Linked DNA regions of Macaca fascicularis: region 2 is linked to region 1. The links are chromatin contacts, called in public Hi-C maps. All regions are on one chromosome and are shown on one strand. The core of a region is the stretch at or near the end of the contact, and the rest is flanking DNA. Distances in the headings are between cores, read along the strand shown. Region 1 has its middle 140 kb from the start of RXRA. Region 2 has its middle 37 kb from the start of BRD3.

Region 1 (6,827 bases), core at 1,905-4,404:
CCGTGTGATTTGGTGGGGGCAGGAAGGAGGCCTCCCCCTCCTCTAACGCTGCCTCCCTGCTGCCCAGGATCGTAGCAGCGGGGTTCTCTCCTGAGGGTTAGGCACTACCCTCCCCGGGGCTCTCTCCTGAGGGTTAAGCACTGCCCTCCCCGGGGTTCCGTCCTGAGGGTTAAGCACTGCCCTCCCCCAGGCTCTCTCCTGAGGGTTAGGCACTGCCCTCCCCGGGGCTCTGTCCTGAGGGTTAGGCACTGCCATCCCCGGGACTCTCTCCTGAGGGTTAAGCACTGCCATCCCCGGGGCTCTCTCCTGAGGGTTAGGCACTGCCCTCCCCGGGGCTCTGTCCTGAGGGTTAGGCACTGCCATCCCCGGGACTCTCTCCTGAGGGTTAAGCACTGCCATCCCCGGGGCTCTCTCCTGAGGGTTAGGCACTGCCCTCCCCGGGGCTCTGTCCTGAGGGTTAGGCACTGCCATCCCCGGGACTCTCTCCTGAGGGTTAAGCACTGCCCTCCCCCGGGCTCTCTCCTGAGGGTTAGGCACTGCCCTCCCCGGGGCTCTGTCCTGAGGGTTAGGCACTGCCATCCCTGGGACTCTCTCCTGAGGGTTAGGCACTGCCCTCCCCGGGGCTCCGTCCTGAGGGTTAGGCACTGCCCTCCCCGGGGCTCCGTCCTGAGGGTTAGGCACTGCCCTCCCTGGGGGCTCTCTCCTGAGGGTTAAGCACTGCCCTCCCCGGGGCTCCGTCCTGAGGGTTAGGCACTGCCCTCCCCTTTCTCAGAAGCTTGCTACACATTTCAGGGTGGAAAGGGCCCGACCTCATTCTTGCTGGGAGTCTGAAGAGGTTTGAGCAGGGCCCAGCACGTGGCCACACAAAGAACACTTGCTCTCAAAACTGAAGCTCCACCTTAGGTTCAAGACAGATGCCACTGCTTCCCCAGAGGCAGCCACCACCAGGCCCCCCGTTCTCGAGCCCCCCTCAAGACGTGGGCCAGGCCCCGTTTGGCTCCTCCACTGCTGAAGAGGTGGAGCCAGGGGTGACAGGAGCAAGCTGCATGAGGACAGGGTTGGGTTTTGGCACCATCCCAGGCTGGCTCTGTGACCTGGACACGTCATAACCCCTCTTCCTGCCTCCGTCCCATCATCTGTAAAGTGGAGGTGACGCCAGCTGCCCTGGCTCCCGCTGGGCTGTAATTTTGTCTGTGGTTTTCTCCGCCTCCTCCTGTCTCCCGCCCCAGTCGGGACTCATTCAAGCTGATCATCTCCCAGTGGGGTGCTGGTGGGCTCTGGTCACTGTGCAGGAAAGGGTTAACTCAGCAGGCCCGAGTTGTCCACACCCTGCACATTCCAAAGGAAGGTCTGGCTCTGGCCTAGTTCCTGGGAGGTGACCTCTGACCTCTACCCACTTGCCATATACAGTGTGATAAGTGTCTGTGTTTGCTTGGGGGTCTTGGGCCACCCTAGTGACCGTGCTAATGATGTCATTTACAGTGGGACCTTGGGCTATGCTGTATCAGCTCATCATCCTGGGGATGAGACCAAGGCCAAGCACACGGACAGTCAGGCATGTCTTTGCGATGGATCCCCAGTAGGAACCCTGGGCGGGTGCACACCATTCTGGGAGAATTGAGCATTGTCTGCCCGATTCTACTGAGACGGGACCCCTGGGTGCTGGAGTCTGGTCTTGACTAAACCCTGCCGTCTGGAGATGGCTGTTTTGCTGGTTCAAGGCTGTGTTCTTTCACGGTGCTGAACCCTGACCTCCAGTATTGCTGCCTGGCTGAGTTCTGTGAGCCAGTCCGGCACGTCCCTGAGCCTGAGGGTGGTTTGCGGACCCTGAACTGCAGTGTCAGCATTTCTGTTGATGGGTTCTGAAGGCAGGTGACAAGGAGGTGTCAGCCTGGGTTGACTACGAACTTTCAAGTCCTATTTCTGAAACAGCCCATGGAAGGTTCGGGGGCCATTTTTCCCCCTTTAGACATTTTGCTGAGCCTTCGCCTGGCCTTGACACCTGTCTCCACTTGTCCACATTCCCAGCTCTGCCCACCAGGGACTGTGCCCACACCCAGGGATGGCCTAGGTCAGAGAGGTACAGGCTGTGGACTGAGGTCGGGTGTGAGCCTGCCCTGCTTGCCCCCTACAGTTGGGAATCCTCTGGATGAGGGAGGCAGACAGGACAGAGGGACACCGCAGGAGAAACCTACAGGACCCCCCTTCTCCTGGAAATGCTGGACCTGCTTCTCCAGAGACCCGCACGTGCGGCTCTCTCAGGAATGCCTTGGGCCCCCACAGCCTGTGTGCCCAGCCGCCAGGCCTCTGATGAAGCCGCTTCCTCGCCTCGGCCCCCCTTCCCTGCCTGTGCCTCAGGAAACCCTGGGCCTCCTTCAAGGTCCTTCCCTTGTAAGCCCCTCCGTGTCAGGCTCTGCTGTGTCTTCCGAGACCGCACCTGTCCTAGGTGCCTGGGTCCAGGTGAGACACTCCCTGCTGCCAGCAGTGGACAGAGACTGGTTTTAATTAAAGCTCCCAGCAACCAGCCCTATCGCCGTGGAAACAGAGGTTCCGGTGGAGACGTGGCTCCCAGGCCACACGTATAAGTAGCGCAGCTGGGAGTGGCGCCCAGAGCAGCCTGAACCCAAAGGCTGATCTTGACCGCAATGCCCTGCTCCTTCCCGGCCATGGTCTCCACTCGGCCCACAGCTGGGCCCGGGCCGTAGCGGCCAGGGAGGGGCTGTCCCTCACGCACCCTGGCCCCACGGCCTTGTCTCTCAGCACCCAGACCCCAGGCACAAGGAGGCAGGGGGTTGGGACCTGCCTGGAGCCTGCTGCTGCCCCAGCTGCTGACGTGGTCGCCCCCGCCCACCCTGTAGACGTGGCCGCCCCCACCCTGCCACGTCGCCACTTCCACCCTGCAGGCAGGAAGCTGCACACTCTCGCTCTCTTTTTGTAACTTCTTGGAGGGTTGTAGTTGCAGGAAACATCTGGATGTGGTCCAAGGAACATAATAAAAAAAAAAAAAAAAAAGGGAGAGCAGTGGGGAGAAGGCAGGGCTGGGGGAGGTTTGGAAAAGCCATCTGATTTCACTTTGCAAAGACAACTGCAATTATGCCTCTGAGGGTTCGCAGTCACTTCAGATTCAAGCCATGCGGTGACGTCAGTGGGAAACTATGAAGCTCGCGGACTGCGTGGTGACACACACCCCACGAAACACGGCTCGGGCCAGCGGCCGGCCATGCTTCAGCCCGACAGCCCACCAACAGGGGTCTCTCCCAGGAGGGAAGCTGAAGCTGGGCGAAGGGGTCCCTAACTGTGGACATGCTGGAGTGCCCCCTCTCTGAGCTCCAGCTGTGCCTTCCCCTGCTCAAGCTGCATCCACCCTGTCTGACGCCATAGGCTCCTGGACAGAAATGGCCCAGCCTTGCCTAGAGCTCAGCTTCCACTCCAAGACAGAGCTATGAGGGTCCAGGCTGGCAGGGGGGCCATGGCCAGGCCCTCAGGGGTCCCTGCTTTCCAATTGCCCCAGGATCAGCGGTTTCCAGTGTCCTGTAGCATGCAGCTGGGTGTCACCATCGTCCCAGCATCCTGTGGGGTGGGCCCAGGGTCTGTGTCCCTCTGTGTCCTGTGGGGGAGGCCCAGGGTCTGTGTCCCTCTGTGTCCTGTGGGGGGGGCCCGGGGTCTGTGTCCCTCTGCTGTGTCCTATGCGGTAGGCCCAGGGTCTGTGTCCCTTTGTGTCCTGTTGGGGGGGCCCAGGGTCTGTGTCCCTCTGTGTCCTGTGGGGTGGGGCCGGGGTCTGTGTCCCTCTGTGTCCTGTGGGGGAGGCCCGGGGTCTGTGTCCCTCTGTGTCCTGTGGGGGGGGCCCGGGGTCTGTGTCCCTCTGCTGTGTCCTATGCGGTAGGCCCAGGGTCTGTGTCCCTTTGTGTCCTGTTGGGGGGGCCCAGGGTCTGTGTCCCTCTGTGTCCTGTGGGGTGGGGCCAGGGTCTGTGTCCTGTGGGATGGGGCCAGGGTCTGAGTCCCCCTGTGTCCTGTAGGGTATGGCCGGGGTCTGAGACCCTCTGTGTCCTGTTGGGTGGGGCTGGGGTCTGTGTCTCTCACAGTGTTCCCAGCTTCTGGTCACCATCTCTGTCCTTCCTGCCCTGGGGTCATCCTGAGCTGGGTCCTGCCTGCGTCTGAAATCTGAGGAGCTGGGGTGATTCTCTTTGCTGAGATGGGTTGGTCCTCTTTGCTGCTTCTCTGCCTGAGAGTCCAAGGGCTTCTCTGCCTGAGAGTCCTCAGGGACAGTGCCGCACCCTGATGGAGCCCCGGCCTCTGGGAGAAGGACACAGCCTCTCCCAGACCTGCCCCAGACCCCTGAGGCTTTTTAGAGCCAAGGTACCCCAGGGCAGGAAGGGTTTGCCTGCCACGTGGCAAGTACTTCTGCCTTGAGGCTGTCACAGACAGGGTCTCTGGACTGTGGTGTAGTGTCCTGTCACCTCCAGGTGTAGTCTCAGAAACACCTTGAAATGAAACCCGAAGGAGAAGCCCAGTTCCGTGGTGTGGATGAGTGTGTCTGCCGGAGGCCTCGGAGTCGCACCCACCAGTGTTTATTGACAGTTGACTGGGGCTGTGCCGTGACACCCAGGCCCTGCCCTCTGGCACTCAGTCTACCAGGGGCCAAGGACTGCAGCCCTCCCTCTGGGCTCGCCTTGGCCAAGCCTCTGGTGGACTTTTAAGGCCCATGGGGAGCCACCCCACAGACCCCCCTCCCACTCTGCAGATGGGCAGCTGAGGACCCTGCAGACGGGCCCAAGCAGCAGGGCCTGTGCTCGTCGAGGCCTAATGGCTCCCACCATGGCCAGGGTGAGATGCAGAGAGCCTCGGAGCCTGCAGTGGGGCCCCGGGGTTTGACGTTGGGGCCCTGCCTGGAATGGGGCCTTGGCGTGATGGGAGCCGGGGGCGGGGTGGAGCCTGCCTGGGCCGAGGGGCTGTCTGGTCGGGAGCGATTCCTCAGCAGCAGAGCCTTGAGTCATGGCTGGGGCCTCCCGGCCTCTGGGGGGGCCTTAAGACATTTTTTCCATGGAAAGTAGCTGCTGGCTCTCTGCTTACCGGGGAGCTCTCTGTCCCCTCCCACCGCCTGCCGAGGGTTTGGTGGGGGCTGTGGCAGTTCTTTGCTGGACTTTCCACTGGCCTGGATGGGCTGAGAGCTCCAGGCAGGGACCGGACAGCCAGACTCTGGACCCAGTCCCAGCCTGCAAGTGCCTGTCCTCTGAGCCTGAGTTTTGCCTTCTGCCAGGGTGAGGGCTCTGGGCGAGGCTGGAGGCTGAATGGCAAGGACCGGGCTGTGATGGGACGCTGGGCTCCAGGTCTCCATTAACTCTTGAAGGGAAAGGTGGGGCAGGATATGGAGGGAGGGGTGTGCATCATCCTCCTGGGGCCTGCAGAAATTGAGGTGAAATTGGCAGACCTTTTGGGAGTTTGCAGTGCTGCTGAATTTAGGAGCAGCCACCCTGAAAAATTCCCCCAGGGGCCACCCTGGTCTTGACCCAACAGCCGGTGGGGAGGCATCCACCTGGTCTGTGTGACCCCCGGGTGGTTCTTCGCTGGGAGACACTGGCTGTAAACAGGTCGGTCAGAAGCCTGCCCGAACCCCTCGAAGGCCTCATCCCTCCCCACGGGAGACCAGGATGGCAGCCGTGGAGCTCAAGGCCGTGCACTTCAAGTGGGCCTGGGCTGTGGGGCAGGATCTGCAGTGGTCCAATGTGGCTAAGTGTCAACTGGGAAAACAGAAGTCTGCGGCCAAGCCGGGGACCTCCCTTCCCTCTTCTCCCCGCAGCATGGGCAGGGGCGGGGTGAGGGCATGGAGAATGGCAGATAGGCCGACCTCAGGCTGCGGGTCTCCAGCCTGGAGCCTCCTGGCTAGGAATAGGTGCAGCTAGGAAGGACCCAAGGTGAATTTTCTCCAAGAGAGCTTTACGAAAGGGACCTGGGGACTCACAGGGGAGGCTTCGTGACCATCCGAACCCCAACCCCTCCTCCAGGAGCCCGTCTGAGCCAGCCCTGCCAGTCTGAGCTCCTCCCTCTGTGGCTCCTGCCTGTCATCCACACCTGACTGCCATGTCCTCTAGGTTTTCAGGGAACACAAATCTTATCTCTCGGGCCTGTCGTGGCCGGGCCTCCCTCCTGCTGGCTCTGTGGCCCTCATCGCTGGAGGCCTCGCCCCTCGAGGCTCTGCCCTGTGTGTACCATGGGCCTAGCAGGGCTCTCATAGCACTTCACTGGCCCTGGTGGTCATTCGGAGTCAGCCCTTGCACACCTCTGCTGTTACCCACGGAGGACATTTCCCAGATGCTAGACGATGTTGACGTCTAGGTCCCCTGTGACCCAAATCGAGCCTGAGTCTGAAGCTGTGGCCTCATTGTGGCATCACCCCTTGGGGATGGTGAGGCCCAATGCCACCTGCCTCTCTGCCCCTCCCGTGCAGCCTCCGTGCAGCCTCCATGCAGCCGTGAGTTCCTCAGAAGGGACTCCACCACCCACTCCCTAGGATGGAGCGTGACGCTCGCTGAATCCCCTGAGGTCCCGTCTCCAAGAGACTTTATGGGTGACAGATGGGACGCTGAGGCTCAGAACAGGGAAGATGTCAGCTGTGGGTCATGCAGCGGGTTGGAACAGAGTCCAGACTCGAACACATCACCCTGATAGTCCGCCAGGATGAGCTCCGTTCTTGGTATCTGCACTGAGAAGTGTGTGTGCATGAGAAGGAAACTTCCGGAGGGGGCTTGATTAAAGTTGATGATGCCCTCGCTCAGCTGGCCTTGCTGCTGTTGGGGCTCATTCTTCCGGAATGTTCCAGCACCCACCCT
Region 2 (6,375 bases), core at 2,298-4,797, 300 kb before region 1:
GCTGCTTTGCCCCACGTCTGCTGGTGTCTCTGAACTCCGGCTCTGACAGACGCCGCCTCTCCTGCTGACCGCTGCATCCCAAGATGTGTGCACCGCTTGCACACAGGGTGTCCCAAAGTGTTTGTTGAACAAAGGCATGATCAGTATTGGTATTGCCCCGAGACTCATGCCCTCAGCCCTGATTCGGGCACATGCTCATGTCAACCGCTGAAGTCCCTCTGGGGCCCACAAATGTGTCTGGACCAGAGGAAGAGTCAGCCCAGCTCCAAGTGCCTGGCGTCTGGGGCGGAAAGGTGGACGGGGCAACCAGAGTGATCACCCTCGGGGAGTCCGCTTTGCACTCCACTCGAGTCACCAGGAATATAACTCATTGGATCCTAAGTCTCGCTTTCCGAGGGCCGTTCTTAGAGTCCCCCGTATGAAATCAGGCTACAGCCAGAGAAAGTTCCAGAAATAAGAAAAGGTGAGATCGCCTACTGACCCTCCCATTTTGAGCACATGGAGACTGAGGGAGGGGAGAAACTTGCTCAAGGGCACTACACAATTTTTTTTTGAGACAGAGTCTCAAAGCTGGAAAATTCCTCTAACCACGAGGAATTTGAACGCTTATCCTGAATAGTGGAAAATGAACGTCTCATGGAGCTAGGGTCTACCACCACCTGGAGATCCACAGTCAGACGTGGCATAGGGGATGCCCTCCCAGATCCTGCTCTGTCTCCCAGACTGGAGTGCACTGGTGCCACCTCGGCTCACTGCAACCTCCGTCTCCCGGATTCAAGCGATTCTCTGGCCTTAGCCTCCTGAGTAGCTGGGATTACAGGTGCACGCCTCCACACCCAGCTAATTTTGTATTTTTAGTAGAGATGGGGCTTCACCATGTTGGCCAGGTTGGTCTCAAACTCCTGTCTTCAGGTGATCCACCTGCCTCAGTCTCCCAAAGTGCTGGGATCACAGGCATGAGCCAATGTGCCCAGCCCACCCCAGAAGTTATTGCTAGAGTGGTGGGGTAGGGACCCGGCCCCCAGCTCCCAGTGCTGGACATGGGCAGGGTAGGCGTGGGTTCCCTTCCAGCCCTGGCAAAGCCCTGGGCCATGCGTGCTTTTCCCCTCAAGTGTCAAGGCAGGCAGGGCTACTGCATAGTATACAAGATGCCCCATTGAGATGGAATCTCAGCCAAATGAGTCATGTTTTACTGTAAGCACATCGCAAATATTTCATGGGACACACTTATACTAAAACTTATTGTTTATCTGAGCCTCAAAGGTAATGGCGTGCCCTGTATCTTTATTTGCTAAATTTGGCAGCCCTAGTAACGGGAGCTGGAGGGCTTTTGTTATTTGCCCTCAAGCAGCATTTCCTGGCATTGGCTTCAGTGACCAGTTGTCTCTTGAAATGTCCCATGGGCAAAAGGGAAGAAAACTGGGAAATACTGTGTTAAACTTGCACAATTCCTTTTTTTTTTTTTCTTTAAAGAAAAGCCTAGCCGGGTGTGGTGGCTCACACCTGTAATCCCAGCACTTTGGGAGGCCAAGCAGGGCGGATCACAAGGTCAGGAGTTCGAGACTAGCCTGGCCAATGTGGTAAAACCCCATTTCTACTAAAAATACAAAAATTAGCCGGGTGTGGTGGTGGGCACCTATAATCCCAGCTACTCGGGAGGCTGAGGCAGGAGAATTGCTTGAACCCAGGAGGGAGGTTGCAGTGAGCTGAGATCATGCCGCTGCACTCCAGCCTGGGCAACAGAGTAAGACTCTGTCTCAAAAAAAAAAAAAAAAAAAAAGAGAAAAAAAAAAAAGAGAAAAAAACCTATTAGCGAACAGTAGGGCTTATGAAAATGAGGCCGGGGGATGTGTCACTTACTCAACGGTCTTGGCAAATGGGATCTCTAGGCTGGTGAGGTTGCGTTCTTTTTTTTTTTTTTTTTTTGGAGATGGAGTCTCGCTCTGTTGCCGAGGGTGGAGTGCAGTGGTGCGATCTTGGCTTGCTGCAACCTCTGCCTCCCAGGTTCAAGCAATTCTCGTGCCTCAGCCTCCAGAGTAGCTGGGATTACAGGCATGTGCCACCATGCCCAGCTAATTGTTTGGGTTTTTTTTTTTTTTTATAGAGACGGGATTTCACCATGTTGGCCAGGTTGGTCTCGAACTCCTGACCTGGATTGATCCGCCCGCCTCAGCCTCCCAGAGTGCTGGGATTCCAGGCGTGAGCCACTGCTCTTGGCCCTGTACTCTTATTTCCAGGCTCACATGGCTTTGGGGAGCCTGCGTTTTCCAGAATGCTGATGACATTTCTGCTCCAGATCTGGGGAAGTGTTGGTGAGTCAGTACTCGGCAGGAGAGAAGGCTGGGGACAGTTTGGGCCCCCACAGGTGGCCGTTCTCCCTGCACAGAAACCCGGCCATGTGGTTGGCTGAGGCTGCCTGCTCTTTCTCCAGGCACCCACAAAGAAGGACGGACGAAGCAAGGGTGGAGTGAGTGCAGGGAGAAACGCTCCTCCCGGCCGCCGGCAGCATCCTGGGGAGTTAGCGATGTGGTGGCGGGATCACAGCTGTCTTTACAGGGAATGTCCCCTGGAGACACATCTTACTGACAGCATCTGTGGGCTGCCTGGGGTGGGGTGAGGCAGGAATGGGGTCGCCTGGCCCCTGCCCTGCCCACCTCTCACTCACCTCCACCCACCTGCTGGCTGGTCCCAGAGGCCTTCCTAGGTTCCTGGGAGGCTCTCCGCTGGGAGCCGGGGAAGTATCAGAGCCAAGGCGACATTCCCAGGAATAGCCAGAGGCCCCAAGGACCCATTGCCTCTCGGAACGGAAGGCCTCGGTGACCCAGGACCCTCCTGGGGCCATCACAAGTCTTTGAGTAACCACTGGGGCCCATAGGGTCAGCTTCAAGGCCACTCCTAATGGCCACCACGCTGACCAGCAGCCTTTCGAATGGGTTGGTCCTTTGGAACTGCCCCTGGCTGGTGGGTGTCCCTACCTGCCAGCCCCCGTCCTGCTGGTCTTGGCCTGGGTGGTGGGTTGGCCCCAGGATGGGGTGTTCCTCCTACCCCTGCCTCTGCTTTGATCACCTTTTTTTTTTTTTAAGACAGAGTCTCTGTCACTCAGGCTGGAGTGCAGTGGCGCCATCTTGACCCACTGCGACCTCCTGAGTTCAAACAATTCTCCTGCCTCAGCCTCCCGAGTAGCTGGGATGACAGGTGCCCGCCACCACTCCTGGCTAATTTTTGTGTTTTAGTAGAGACGGAGTTTCACCATGTTGCCCAGGGTGGTCTTGAACTCTAGAGCTTAGGCAATCCGCCTGCCTCAGCCTCCCAAAGTGCTGGGATGACAGGCGTGAGCCACAGCGCCTGGCTGCTTTGATCAGTTTGGGAGCACTATTCCAGTGTCAGGCTGCTGTGCTCGGAGGCTTGGGTGTCTGCCCAAGTGTCTGCCCCAGCCAGTCGCCCCTCTTAGGGTGGGACACCCTTTTAGGGCGCAGGGCTGGGCAGTTCCAGCAGCGTCCACCAGGGGGCGGGGCCGCACCGCACCAACCTGCGTCCTGGCCAGGGCTCCCTGCTCTCACCACAGCCCTCTCCGCCCAGCTTCTCTGGGCTTAGGCAAGGCCCCTAACTGTTCTGTGCCTCAGTGTCTTCCCTTTGAAGGGACTGATCTGCAGAGTGCCCGCTCTGGGGTTGGGCTCATGGTGAGGGCTCGGTGGCAGTCAGCCCTGTCCTGTTTACCCCATGGAGAAACTGAGGCTGGAGTGTCCACAGGACATGTAAAGTGACACCCTCAGGTGCAGCTGGCAGCAGGGCCCCAGGAGATGCTGGGAGGTGCCTAGATTTGTGGGGTTCTTGGTGTGCGCCCAGCACGCAGCAGTTCCAGTTGCAGTCCGGACTCTCTCTGGCATTGTGTTTTTGAGGTCATGTTTTCTGTGTGATACACAGAATACCTGCTCACTATAGCGGCATTTAAAGCCACACTGAGCCGGGCGTGGTGGCTCATGCCTGTAGTTTCAACTACTCAGGAGGCTGAGACTGGAGGATCACTTGACTCCAGGAGTTCAAGACCAGCCAGGGCAACACAGCAAGACCCCATCTGTACAAAAAATGTAAAAATTACCCAGGCGTGGTGACACGCACCTGTGGCCCCAGCTACTCAGGAGGCTGAGGTGGGAGGACTGCTTGAACTTGGGAGGTCGAAGCTGCAGTGAGCTGTGATTATGCCACTGCACTCCAGCCTGGGCGACAGAGTGAGACCGCATCTCTAAAAACAAACAACAAACTACACGACATGGAGAAACAGTACAATAGAAACTAAAAGGAGCCCTAACCTCGCCAGTCAGCACGTGACGGGCACCACTGGCGTTTCTATGGAGGAGAGTCGTTGGCATTCCTATGGGTTTCTGTTTCCCATTGGGTCCAGAGTGTGGAGCAGCTCAGGGAGGCCCTGGAGGGCAAGGGAAGGACGCAGCATGCGTTTTTGTGTGTTTGAAGGTTTTCTGGGAGTGGAAGACTCTGTCAGTGATGTGCAGGGGGAGCGGGAGGGTCCAGATAAGGCTCTTCCGGTGTTGTGTATCGATGGCCCAGAGGGTTTAAAATGGGATGTTTCCCCGCGTGCAGATGCCTTCTCCGTCACGTCCTGGGTTCCTGAGGACGAGGCACTTTGCCCGAAGTACACAGTTACCGTGGTTTCTTTTTGCCGCCCCACCCCCTGCCCCCAGCGCTATTAAGAAATGGATGTTGGCCTTGAAGTAGATGGTGTCTTAGGAAGGAGAAAATGCATTTCCCTTCCCAGTGCCTGTGGTGACCTCTGGGCAGAGTGGTAACCGCCCTGCCTGGCAGGCCCAGGACTCCCTGGGTCTCTCCGACTCTGCAGGGATGCCCCCCATGGCCTCCCGGTCAAGCCTGCTCAAGGGGCTGCCGTCCCCTGCTTCTGCAGAGAGGGTGATGACCGTCTAGGGGGAGAAGGCCTCTTCTCAGGGCTCAAGGGCCTCTATTAATAAAGTGACTGCTGACCCCGGACGTACAGGAGGGAGGAGGGGACGGAACGTTCCCAGGGTTGGCGTTTGGCCGGAGACCCTTCTTGCCTGACCCAGCTGGCCTCCGGAGCACTCCAGTTCTGCCCTGGGCCCCGAGGCTCCGATGGGCCGGAAGCTCTGCATGGACCAAGCTCTGGGGCTCCCCTTCCTCAGGGACGTAAATATCCCTGGACTGGCTCCCTGTGAGCATCCCGAGGGCCTGAAAAAAGAAGGGATGGAGCCTCGGGCCTACGGGACCAGGCGGCATTCAGACACAGGCCGTCCACCCTCCAGGAACTGGCTCACAGCCGTTCTGGAAACTTCTCAGGCTGCCCACGGTCCGGCTCTGCCTCTAGATCCCAGAGGCAGCCTGCAAGAGGGCTCTTGCTGTAATTCTCTCTCGTTCAGTTGTTCCCACGGGTGTTTGTGGATATGGGCTGGGGACAGGCGAGAGGACAAGTCCTCTCCATCGTCAGAAGCCCAGCCTGTGCCACAGAGACAGGAGGATGTGGTGCAGGCCAGTGAGCCCAGCTTGTGTGTCTCGGTTTAGCCACTCACAGACCCCCGCGCAGTTCTCTGGGGCTGAGGTCCTCGGTACCCCAGGAGGGGAGGCAGGCCATTTTAACAAGTCATTCTGAGGACAGCAAGGCTGGCGAGAGGTGGCCATTGCTGTTGCCTGGACAGACAGGTGAGAAACCCAGGGCACAGAGAGGCCACCTGCCGGCCCCAGGCCACACAGGGGGTGTGGAATGACTTTGGGATAACTCCACACACACCAGGGCAGCCCCTACTTAGGAGAACTTTGCAGCAACCCTGAGTGCGGGTTTTAAGCAGAAATGGAGGCCAGGCTTTGGGGATGGGTGGCGCCAAGAGGAAGGGGCTTTTCTGGTCTGAGAGGCCGAGTGGGGCCGGGGTCTTCGGGAGGGAGGCCAGGGCCTGCACGGTCATCGCTGTGCCAAGGAAGAAGGCACTCCAGGCGGGGACCTGGCCTAGGCAGAGGCCCCGGGAGGGCTGCTGGTGAGGCTGGGGGTTGGGGCTGGAGTAGGAGGTTGAACCTTCTTGGGATTGGCCCAAAAGATGTCACAGCACCAAAGTGTGGGCCAGCGTCAGGGTTCCCTCCAGGTGACATTTCAGTGCCCCAGCAGACGCCACCTGGGAGACTTGGTGGCCCCGGGAGGCCCTAGTGCACACTGGCTGGGAGAGGCTGCCTGTTCTCCCCGCGGTAAGGCCGACAGGCTGGGCGAGTCCCGTGGGCCTGGGATCGCTTTGGTGGGTGCCCTCCCCTGCCTGGGCATTTGGGCCGTCCCAGAGGCTGCAGGGATTTAACTCAGGGGTGGGTGCTGGTCCCCGTGGTTGGAGCCCTGAGACCCTCTGGCCA

What was found. Hi-C and Micro-C count contacts between places; a contact is called where the count stands out from the background.
Region 2: a contact with region 1 is called in a Hi-C map of liver, with 3 times the contacts expected there. The contact joins two enhancer-like sites. A contact is called at or near these places in 2 of 2 Hi-C or Micro-C datasets (liver and skeletal muscle).

The regions. Positions count from the first base shown.
Region 1 is chr15:4,896,583-4,903,409 of T2T-MFA8v1.1, reverse strand. No RefSeq gene overlaps it. Among named protein-coding and RNA genes, the nearest start is that of RXRA, 140 kb to the left of the region's middle. Within about 2 kb of position 3,154, at least 3 of the 6 cell types and tissues checked have an H3K27ac peak or open chromatin away from gene starts, as enhancers often do. A contact at or near this core is called in liver, where this site is marked.
Region 2 is chr15:5,200,818-5,207,192 of T2T-MFA8v1.1, reverse strand. No RefSeq gene overlaps it. Among named protein-coding and RNA genes, the nearest start is that of BRD3, 37 kb to the left of the region's middle. Within about 2 kb of position 3,547, at least 1 of the 6 cell types and tissues checked has an H3K27ac peak or open chromatin away from gene starts, as enhancers often do. A contact at or near this core is called in liver, where this site is marked.